Regions from separate parts of the Mus musculus genome. Here regions 1 and 2 are each linked to region 3. The links are chromatin contacts, called in public HiCAR-type and HiChIP or PLAC-seq maps. All regions are on one chromosome and are shown on one strand. The core of a region is the stretch at or near the end of the contact, and the rest is flanking DNA. Distances in the headings are between cores, read along the strand shown. Region 1 has its middle 35 kb from the start of Dennd1b. Region 2 overlaps Crb1 (crumbs family member 1, photoreceptor morphogenesis associated). Region 3 has its middle 75 kb from the start of Atp6v1g3.

What was found. HiCAR-type assays count read pairs that join an accessible place to other places. HiChIP or PLAC-seq counts read pairs in DNA pulled down with a chosen protein or histone mark.
Region 1: a contact with region 3 is called in a FOXA1 HiChIP or PLAC-seq map of pancreatic cancer cells. The contact joins two enhancer-like sites. A contact is called at or near these places in 1 of 115 datasets of contacts at active chromatin or transcription factors (pancreatic cancer cells) and 1 of 9 other capture datasets (embryonic stem cells).
Region 2: a HiCAR-type map of astrocytes shows a contact between it and region 3, with 2.6 times the contacts expected there. The contact joins two enhancer-like sites. A contact is called at or near these places in 5 of 484 Hi-C or Micro-C datasets (cortical neurons, olfactory sensory neurons, pro-B cells and 1 more) and 1 of 115 datasets of contacts at active chromatin or transcription factors (astrocytes).

The regions. Positions count from the first base shown.
Region 1 is chr1:138,927,443-138,930,925 of GRCm38.p6, forward strand. No RefSeq gene overlaps it. Among named protein-coding and RNA genes, the nearest start is that of Dennd1b, 35 kb to the right of the region's middle. Within about 2 kb of position 1,274, at least 151 of the 459 cell types and tissues checked have an H3K27ac peak or open chromatin away from gene starts, as enhancers often do. A contact at or near this core is called in pancreatic cancer cells, where this site is marked.
Region 2 is chr1:139,345,335-139,348,757 of GRCm38.p6, forward strand. All of the region lies in intron 1 of Crb1 (crumbs family member 1, photoreceptor morphogenesis associated), which reads right to left. Among named protein-coding and RNA genes, the nearest start is that of Crb1, 30 kb to the right of the region's middle. Within about 2 kb of position 1,602, at least 66 of the 459 cell types and tissues checked have an H3K27ac peak or open chromatin away from gene starts, as enhancers often do. A contact at or near this core is called in astrocytes, where this site is marked.
Region 3 is chr1:138,346,735-138,350,294 of GRCm38.p6, forward strand. No RefSeq gene overlaps it. Among named protein-coding and RNA genes, the nearest start is that of Atp6v1g3, 75 kb to the left of the region's middle. Within about 2 kb of position 1,952, at least 160 of the 459 cell types and tissues checked have an H3K27ac peak or open chromatin away from gene starts, as enhancers often do. A contact at or near this core is called in astrocytes and pancreatic cancer cells, where this site is marked.

The sequences.
Region 1 (3,483 bases), core at 24-2,523, 580 kb after region 3:
AGCACTTGGGTGGCAGAGGCAGGCAGATTTCTGAGTTCGAGGCCAGCCTTGTCTACAGAGTGAGTTCCAGAACAGCCAGGGCTATAAAGAGAAATCCTGTCTCAAAAACAAACAAACTAACAAACAAAAGATCAAATTACCCAGTGACATCATAGCTTCTTGATTTATACAAATGGGCTCTTCTCACATGATGAGAAAAATCACTAAGGACACATTTCTCCTAATACAGTCACTACCCAGTACATGACTGTTATCCAAAGTGTACCCAAGGCTGGAAAAGATGGCTCAGAGCTTAAGAGGCACTTCTCTTGCAGAGGACCCTGCTCAGTTCAGTTCCTGGAGCCCAAGCCTTGCAGTGTACAACCACCTGCAACTACAGTTCCAGGGGATGCAATGTCCTCTTCGTGCCTCCACAGGCACCTGCACGTTCATGGTGCACACATACACTGACCCTACACATACACAGAAAATAAGAAATCATGTTAAAAACTGTTTTTAAAAAATGGTGAGATAACTCAATGGTACAACACTTGCCTAACACGTATGAAGCCCGAGGTTTAGTGTCCATCACCCTCTCTCTCTCTCTCTCTCTCTCTCTCTCTCTCTCTCTCTCTCTCACATATGCACACACTCACACAAAGGAAGGAAGAGTGGGAGGAAGAGGAATAAATACTGATTTTGAAGAAGAGAATAGTGCATGTTCATAAGGCCAAACTTGCCACCCTCCTGCTAGCACTTTTGTTTATTTGAATAATACTACAATATTGTCTTCAATATAAAGTTCCTAACAGGCTTCTTCCTAACAAAAATACATGACAGAGAGAGAGAGGAGAGAGAGACAGAGAGACAGAGAGAGAGAGAGAGAGAGAGAGAAGACAGAGATGCAAAATTTTATTGGGTTTTATTGATTAAGATTTTGGGGTAGGTAATATGTTCTTATCTTTGCTAAGTGGGAGGTTCAAGGTCAAACTGAACCATACAGAAATGGGTACAGGATAGAAGTTAAAAAAAAAAAGAAAGAAAAGAAAAGTCTGGTAAGCTCTTGACGACTGTACGTGCTTCCTACGCGGTAAGAGTCCATACACTTCAGTCGGAGAAATAGATTTGAGTTAGGAAGCACAACAGTAGCTACTTAATCACACATCCCAGTTCTCAGCATTCTGGATGTTGTGAGGTGTGCTGTGTTTTGTCCCTTTTCCTGGGCTTAAAGCTCCTCACCTTTCACCCTGTTTCTCACCCTGGAGGCTGAACTTTAAAGCACCAACTCAGAAGCACCTTTGCCCTCTGGGTTCCAGCAGGCTAATCAGTGGGAAGCCTTCACAGAAGTGCAAGCACACTATTGGCAACCTGTGTCCTTCCCTGTGTGCGCCCCTTTCAATGCTCTATGCAGAATTTTCCCTTCTGGTCTTTGATAATCTTTAACTTTATCCCGTTTGCTCTAGAGACTGGACTATTCTACCATTACTGCCTACTACACTGTTCTCTGTGGCTTCCCAACACTGCCATTCCGTCGCAATGAGTCACTTGGTAAATACGCCTTTCTTGGACTTTATCCCAGTTTGGGAGAGCTATCTACTTCCTGTTTGAAACACTGACACATTTTGGAGACTAATATTGCCAGGTTTTCTCAGGAGAATGGTTCCAAGCACATTCTGGAGGGGAGGTGGAGCTCCTGTTTCACATGGAAGGGACAATCTGCTGCAGATACAGATGCAGATGCAAATGCAAACACAGACGCAGATGCAGATACAGATGCAGATGCGGATGCGGATGCAGATGCGAATGCAGATGCAGTTCAGCACATCATAGCCTTCTTACTGAATTATTCCAACCCCACCACGATGAGTCAGCACAAGAGCTGTGTAAACCTAGATGGCTTCTGGTTACTTTCTCTGTCCCGTTCTATAGGAAAGTTCCAGAGATCCCTGAGGGTCCTGGTCCATCCCATAATGATGATAGAGATCACAGGACTCCCTAGGCTAGAAGTTTCTCTTAATTACAGGATAGGCATGCAAGGCTTTGATGGGCTAGGGAAAATAAAAGGAATAGTAATCACATTTAAAATTAGTCCTTGGGGGCTGTGGAGACGGCTAAGTGGATAAGAGTGCTTGCTTTATGTGTGTGTGTGTGTGTGTGTGTGTGTGTGTGTGTGTGTGTATGTATGTATGTATGTATGTATGTATGTGTATCATGTGCATGCCTGGTGCTCGGGAAGGCTCGAAGAGGGCATTGGATTTCCCTGGAACTGGAATTACAGAAGGTTGTAAGCTACCATGTGGGTACTGGGGACCAATCTCCAGTTCTCCTAACCTTTGACCCTTAACGGCTAAGTCATCTCTCCAGCCCCAGTTGTAGAACAACTTCCAAGGCAGGCTTTGCTTCCATAGCTCTCAACACAAAGCCAGATCAGAGGCTAGCACGTGAAACACCATCCTCCTAGCCTTTTACGCTAAAGAAAAAGACAGTGACCCCTCTGCTCTGGAAACAGTGACGCACATTTTTGGGAATTCATATTGCTCGATATTCTAAGGAGAAAAGTTGCAAGCTCATTCTGGAGTGGAAGTGGAGCTTACATTGTACCTGGATGGGACAGTCTGTTAAACTAAGATGCAGACACAGATCAGCATATCACCTTCCTGTCATATTGTCCCAGCCACACCACAATGAACCATCGACCAGTGATGAGTGCTGGGCATCAGTCCAGGGTCCTGGTATTTTAGAGAGTCCAACAGCCGGGCTGAATCCCCACCCTAGAGAGTCACCTTTTAAAAGCTCCTCTTACTTCCCTTTGCAAAGCCATCCAGCTGCTTGGCCTTGGAGCTGCTCTTCCACATTCTTGTGCAGAGTGTTTTTTTTTTTTTTTAAGCCCTCATTTTCCTCCTCTCAGGAAGCTTTACCTCCGTCCTTTTCCACATTGTGACCTCTGGTCTTCATAGGAGTCAGGACTACGGTCATTATAGCGACACACGCCTTAGGGCCACTTCCTTACCTGTGCTTAAAACTAAGAACTGCCCACACTTTAGCTTTCAGGCACTTAGTTTCAGTGTTCCTCAGAACTTCTTGTCTTGTAATGAAAACAGCAATACCTGCCCCCTTCCTTCCTCCCCTTTCCCCATCCTACTAAGTATCTCCCTTTCAGCTGTTTTCTCTCATGTAGTTCCCAGATTCTAATGCTTAGTCGTAGATTTCTTAATTTTAATGCTTTGACATTTCTGTGGTGGGCACTGGGATGAATTATACCTCCAGGAGCAAACAGCTTATCTTCCGGTAACCTTTTTTTTTTTTTTTTTGTCATGATAGACGACCTGGCCTAAGCAACCTTAAGAAAGAGGAGGAAGCAGTTATTTTGCCTGATGGCTTCAGTTAGTTTACTCTGAGAGCAGCTGGCTCCATTATTTTGGGCCAGAGGCAGGCTGGTCATAATGGCAAAGGGAGTGTGTGGAGGAGGTGGGAGGCTACTGTGTTATAGCATGGCAGTTAGGA
Region 2 (3,423 bases), core at 352-2,851, 1.0 Mb after region 3:
AACACACACACACACCACACACACCACACACACCACACACACCACACACACCACACACACCACACACACACACACACACCACACACCACACACACACACATACACACACACACACACACACACACCACACACAGACATACACACAGACACACACCACACACACACACACACACACACACACCACACACACACACACACACACACACACACCACACACACACACACACCACACACACACACACACCACACACACACACACACACCACACACACACACACCACACACACATACACACAGACACACCACACACACACACACTACACACACACACACCACACACACACACACACACACACACACACCACATACACACACACACACACACACATGCTGCACGCGCGCACACACACACACAAGGTAAATAAATGAGTAATGTAAAACACCAATTGTCAAAATTAATTTTAATATATTTAGTGTAGCCAAGTATCCCTAAAATATTTTCATTTCAATATATAATTACTACAAAATTACTTAGATCAAACGGTACCATTTGTATTTTCTTTGCAAGTGTGCTTTATACTTTCAGCACACTCCAGCTATCAAAGCCACATGTGACTAATGGCTGATGCTGCAGACAGGGCAGCTCTTGATGTTTTCATGTGTTTGGAGAAGCAACTAAGCCCTAGAAGAGTCATGCACTGTAGTGACTGTGCATAAGATGTTTTTCTCTGTAATTGAAATGTGCTACTTCATTATTGTTGTAACTACAATTAAGGCATCTCAGTGTGCCCCATGAGAGACATTTGTAAGGTATCTTCAAATAGTGTACATCCTCAGAAGCCCTGGGCAAGGCACGCTTTGGTCACATCTCCCATATTGCTGCAGTCTTGTGAATCTCCAGCCAGAGCAGTCCCAGGACTTACTGTTGCTAAGATACGTTGTAACAGTCATCTACTAAAATATTAGCTCTATAAGGTCAAGTATTAGGATTTTTCAGTGTGTCTGTATATATGACCTATGTGTTCAGTTAGGATTGAGCACTTTATTTTATTGTCGTGTGTGTGTTACATGAGTGTGTACATGCATTGATCACATGTATGTGAGCACAGATGTGTAATGGTGTGTGCATACATGAATGCATGTGTTTACAGAGGCCTAAATGTACCCACCAGATTTCCACTAGGTTTCTGGGGATCTGAACTGCCGTCCTCACGTTAACTGTTTGGGTCACGAGTGCTTTGACCACTGTGTTGTTTCCCCAGTCCCCGATTATGCATTTTGCACGCTCCCATGTGTCTTGAATAGTTTGGAGAATACATACTGATTGTTTTGCTCTTCTGGCTAATTGGTTTCCCTGGGGAAATTGGTTTTGCTCACTCTATGGCTCACTACACTTGAACAGAGAGAGGCTGATTTGCTTCACTCAGATCTCTCGAAGTTGTGGTTGGCATCTGGGGGAAAACCCAGGTTACTGTGGCTACCAGCTAACTTGGAAGCCACCCTGAATAGATTTCTTTTTCTTTATTCAGCTAAGAGCTCCCTGGCACTGAGCACAACAGCTGCGAAGCCGCAGTGCCTCTGGTCTGGATACAATTTGGAGGTGTTTGAGGGGCTCCCTGCCTGGCGTGCTCTGGCACATCCGCTTCTAAGCAGGGCCTTGGTGCACATAGACATGCCTTGGCTCTTCTGCACAACGTCACAGGATACATGCAAAACAGGGCTTGAGCTCGCAGGGACCTGTTTGGCAGACTCTACCCAGAAGGGGAAGGCAAGTGCATAAGTAATGAATTCTGAGGCTGTGTTGCTTAGCATGAAACACCAGGGAAAAGAAAATGCTGATGTTTGAAAACTCCCAGGGAAATGTAGGGGTACTGGCATCCTTCTGAGAGCTGCAAGAGACTGTCTCATACATGGGATTGGCAGCTTAACTGAATAGAAAGCATAAAGGCTCCATTTGGGGGTGTGCATAAGGAGTTACATACCACAAAAGCGCCTGATCTTAAACACCAACACCGTGGCCGTGACCACCTCTGTTTCGAGGGCATGCCTTTGTATTTAATATGTTTTTTGAGTTGATGGGAAAAGAAGGATAAAGTCCAGCAAATTCCATATCTGTAAATTGAATATATTTATGGAAGTTTTGTCTAATGCTAGTATTTAAAGTGATGTTTTGAAAATGAAGCCCGCACATTACTCGTCACTGTGTATACCTCCTAACTGACCCATGGAACTGAAAGAAGCAAGCCTAATTCTCATCTTCTTTAACTGATAGAATGATTACATTTAAGCCTTATGTCATTATTTCTCTTAAAAATTGTATCCAACCCACCACGAAGCAGCAGTCCTGTGCCTTGGACCAGTTATCTATCTTTTGAACACTCACTTAGAAGCTCTGGAATGGTGCTTATTTATGAGTGAGACAGTTCCTTTGTTCTGTTCTGTCTTATTTTCCCACACTAAGATAGCTTTGGGCAAGGTACTAAGCTTCCTTTTATAACATTTTCCTGAGTTATTAGTCAAAGAGAGATGGATCATCCATGACTTAGAGCATTTTGGATGGTATAACAAAATTTGCACAGTTAATCTGCAGAGAGCAGAAGTCTCTCCACCTATGGCAGAGTACACTAGCACAGCCATTGGTCTGTTTTTCCACCATATCAACCACCTTTGGACAATCTATGTGAAAGTTAGAAGGTTTTTCTATAAAGGCTATTAGAAGTTCTCCCTGTGTTAGTGAATACTATAAAATGGGTCTAATGGGATGGCTCAGTGGGTAAGGTGCTAGCATCTCAGCCTAACCACCTTAGGTCAATCTGGAATACTCACACAATGGACAGACAAAACTGTCACAAACTGACTTCTGATCTCCAGAGGCATGCCACACTCACATAAATCACAAATAAGTAAATGAATATGTAGTGAAAATTTGTATCTTTCACAAATATTCTGTATGTTTTAAAGATATTTTCTACGTTTTATCTCAGTTTTATTTGTAGAAATACAGATGTGCCGGGCGGTGGTGGCGCACGCCTTTAATCCCAGCACTTGGGAGGCAGAGGCAGGCTGATTTCGGAGTCCGAGGCCAGCCTGGTCTACAGACTGAGTTCCAGGACAGCCAGGGCTATATAGAGAGAAACCCTGTCTTGAAAAAAACAAAACAACAACAACAACAACAACAAGAATACAGATGCTATCCAGAAGTAAAGGACACCAAAATAACATCAGCTCAAGCCAGGACTGTATAAAATAATTGATTGTTTAATCCTCAAAACATTAAAGCAATAATTTCAAGGTTCTGTTAAATAAACCGTGCGTTCCAAGAAAATGCCAATCCTAGGTATAAAAGGGTTAAAAAAAACCCACGAAGAATCCATTTGCCTCTGGTCCATTTCAAAAGCACCCTATCATGTTGTTATAGAAACC
Region 3 (3,560 bases), core at 702-3,201:
TGGAGTGACTACCAGGTCCGAGAGGTGAGTGAGGAACGGTCAGCTTAGCTCAGTAGCCCACGTGTGGGGAAAAAGTAAAGAGAAATCCTGGAACATGTTTAAAGCACTCCATAATCCCCCTACTCAAAAGCACGTAAGTGAACAATCTGGATGATCAGAGTTCGTTTTTATTTTTTCCCAAACTGAAAAGAAAAGGTTATATTTTCTTTCTGCTCATATCCATCTTATTATTTTTAAATTTAATTTCAACCTGCCTCTCCCTTTCCTGTTTTTACCCAAAAGTAGAATTGTAAAAAAACATTCTGTGGTGTTATTTCTGGCCAGTATCAAGCCAGGAAGCTCTTGCAATCTTGAGGGAGTGCCTGATCCTGAGAGCTTGCCAGCCTTCCTCCAGCTAGGTGGAAGAAAACAAAGACACTCGATACTCTATGACTTCTTCCTCAGCGCTTGTGGATGCTCGCTTACTTTGGGAAGATTCACAGCAATAGCGAATGATGAGAATAAGTTGCATTAATTCACAGGCACATGCGTCCTGGTTCCCCTTCTGAAAACTAGTGGGTTGGTTTTTTTTAAGGTAAAAGTTGAATGAAGAAACAGATGTTAACTCCAAAAGTCTTTCTCCTGCAATATGTAGCAATGGGCATTCCCCATCAAACTGCTCATGGAACACTCCTTATAGCCATGCTCTTTAAAATAACCCCTCAACTTTTGAGATTTACACAAAACTAAATTTTACTCCATAGCAGTATTCTCCTCTCAAAATTCAAAAATCTAACCTCAATAAATTTAGCTTATGATTTGCTTTTGATGTAAAAGCAAGTGGGAAAATTTTAAAAACTTAAGTTCCATAAATTTCAAACATAATTTTTTTTCAGAAATTATTTTATAGCTAATAGAATTCTACTGGAGGAGGAAGGGCCATTCTCACACAGGAGCATCAGTCTCCAGTCTGAGCAACTTCACTCTGCAGGGTATTCTGTTTCACCAGTTATGTAGCTGTGTCCAGCTGTCATCCATGGTATTGACTACTTCTGTGGTTGTGATCTATTGTGGGTATATAAATATATAACATATGCATTGCTTTTTTTCTTCCTGATAGTGAATGAAATCGTTAGATTTTTTCCTGAATAAGCAGAAAACACTATACATTTTTAAACAAATCCATTAAAATAATCAGTGTCCTCCCTCCATACTGAGTGCATTTGGCATCTTGAACTACATGGCCATTTCTAGCTAATGTTAAAAGAAATATATTGAATTATTGGAAACTTAGAACTGTTTTCACCCAAATTCAATTCTGAGCATCTACAGATTGGTCAATTTGAACCCTTATGCCTATGGGTTTTTTTTTCTTTCTTCTAGTGTGTATGGACACCATTGAAATAAAAGAGAAAACTTGCAAGAATGAGCCACTTTACAACATTTCATATTTAATTAGAGAAGACGAGCCAGGAGGGCTGCTGACACGGTGCCAGAGAATATTTCTAATTGCTTTACATCTTCCTACTTCGTGATGATGTCTCCTCTAGTGGGAGAAAAAAAATAAATCAGTTAATAATTACAGGTACTACCATTTTTTTTTTCAGAAACAGTCAACACCCCTCAGTCAGCTAGCTCGGACCTCAGTGTGGTGAGCTGTGCTTAGTCTCCTGGATACTATTGTTTAGATTTTCCTCATTGATTCCCAACACTTACATAAAGTCAAACACATCAGGCCTCCTGCTGATGGAGGTTAATCTGCTCACTGTACAGATGAAGGACAGGTCACAGCGAGGCTTCTGGCCCTTACTCACTAGCTTCTCCATGAGAAGTAGAACTCAGCTCCCCCATGAACACGCTTTGCTTTTGGGTTCCTGCCATTCCCTGGGGCTGTTCGTTAGATTCCACACAGACTTCTCATGACATGACTCACACTTGACTCACAGAGTCTACAAAGAGCACAAAAGCCAGCTGACCACATCCTGCCACGCACACCCCTTTAACAGTCCCAAGCCCTCTCTTTCTAAGTCACTGCCCTGGGAAGACGGTATTATACCCAATCTGATAGGTACTTACTTCCTTGTGCTATTGCTCTGACGGTCTCAGGGCATTTTGCAAACACTCTGCATTCACCTTTACCTCACCGGAAGAAAATCCTCTTTGTGCAGGGAAAAATACATTGGTCTTAGGTAGCTTCTACTTTCTGGTTTGTCCCTAGTCTGTCTGATATGTGTTTATGTATGCTGCCTAATGTCTAAGTGTTTGGCTCATGTCTCTCACTGGAGCGGGGGAGGGGGGGTATAAGAGATACTTTACAGAAATCTTTAGCAAAGTTTTATAAGCAAAAATATCACAGAGTTCAACTGAGCCATGTGACAGACAATACTGCCAACATACCGTGTATCAAACAATATCTCTATGCTGTTTCCAACATTTATGGCAAGTATTTGTAGCATAAGGTCTCTTTTGACATATTTGCTGTTTTCAACAAATGATTATCATAACACAAACACACACACACACACTGTTCTCTGGGTCAGGGGCATGGAACAGTACATAATTTAAGATTACAGCTATGCACTAGTGTAGGTTGTAAAAGGTGATTATATTGGAAATCCAAAGCAAATAAAGTTGGGTGTTCTTTTGTTCTCTTAAATCAAGTTAAGCAAGCAGGCCAAGTACACAGTAGGATGGCAGTCATAGTATTATATGACCTCAAGGTGTATTGTTAACTCAGGGGACAGGGGCTTACTGGCCTCAACCGTACACAACACACAACTAAGGAATTCTGTGAGAGAGTAAAAGAAATAGTCTCAGAGAAGAAAAATAGGTAAAGAAATAAACCAATTGATTATCTAATACCAAATGCCCGACCCTGAAAACATATGTATACAAGTAATATTATATAGGCTGAGTAGGTTGTATTCATTTATATACATGATATATAATATTCATTTCTATATGAATATTATATGTAAATGAATATATTCATATGTAATGCATAAATATGCCAACTCTTCATCATATGCAATGATTTTAACCAGTTGTTGCATAACCTCAGTGCCTATGAAATTACTGATTTTAACTTCCTAAACCCTCTCCTGCTGAACACATCACAAAGGCTGCCTGTTAGACTTACGTGTGCCCTCTACTCCTGCACTGTAGCAAATCTGAAAAATGGATTTTCCATTGAGTATTACTGCTCTGTTTTTTTTTTTAATTCAGCCACCAGTAGAGAGATTGAAACAAATGTATAGGCTCAAAAGATCAAATAGACTATGAAGCACAGAAACCCAAGACAATATGGGCAATGAGTAATAAAATTTGAGATGTAGAGACACCACTTGGGTAGATCAAATTTTGTAAGTTCAACCCAGAAACAACCACAAGAGACTCATCAGACTTGCTAAAGGTGAGGTGTCAGCTAGTGAACACCCTCAGATCTGTTACAGACTTTTATCCCACCTTACTCAGCTGAATAAATTCTAGCCCAGGTCATTTTCTTTACTCAAACCCTGGAGCGCCTTCAGATGGAAAAGTGACGTATACCGCTATACCACTCACAGTTTGCTTCTGCCTGC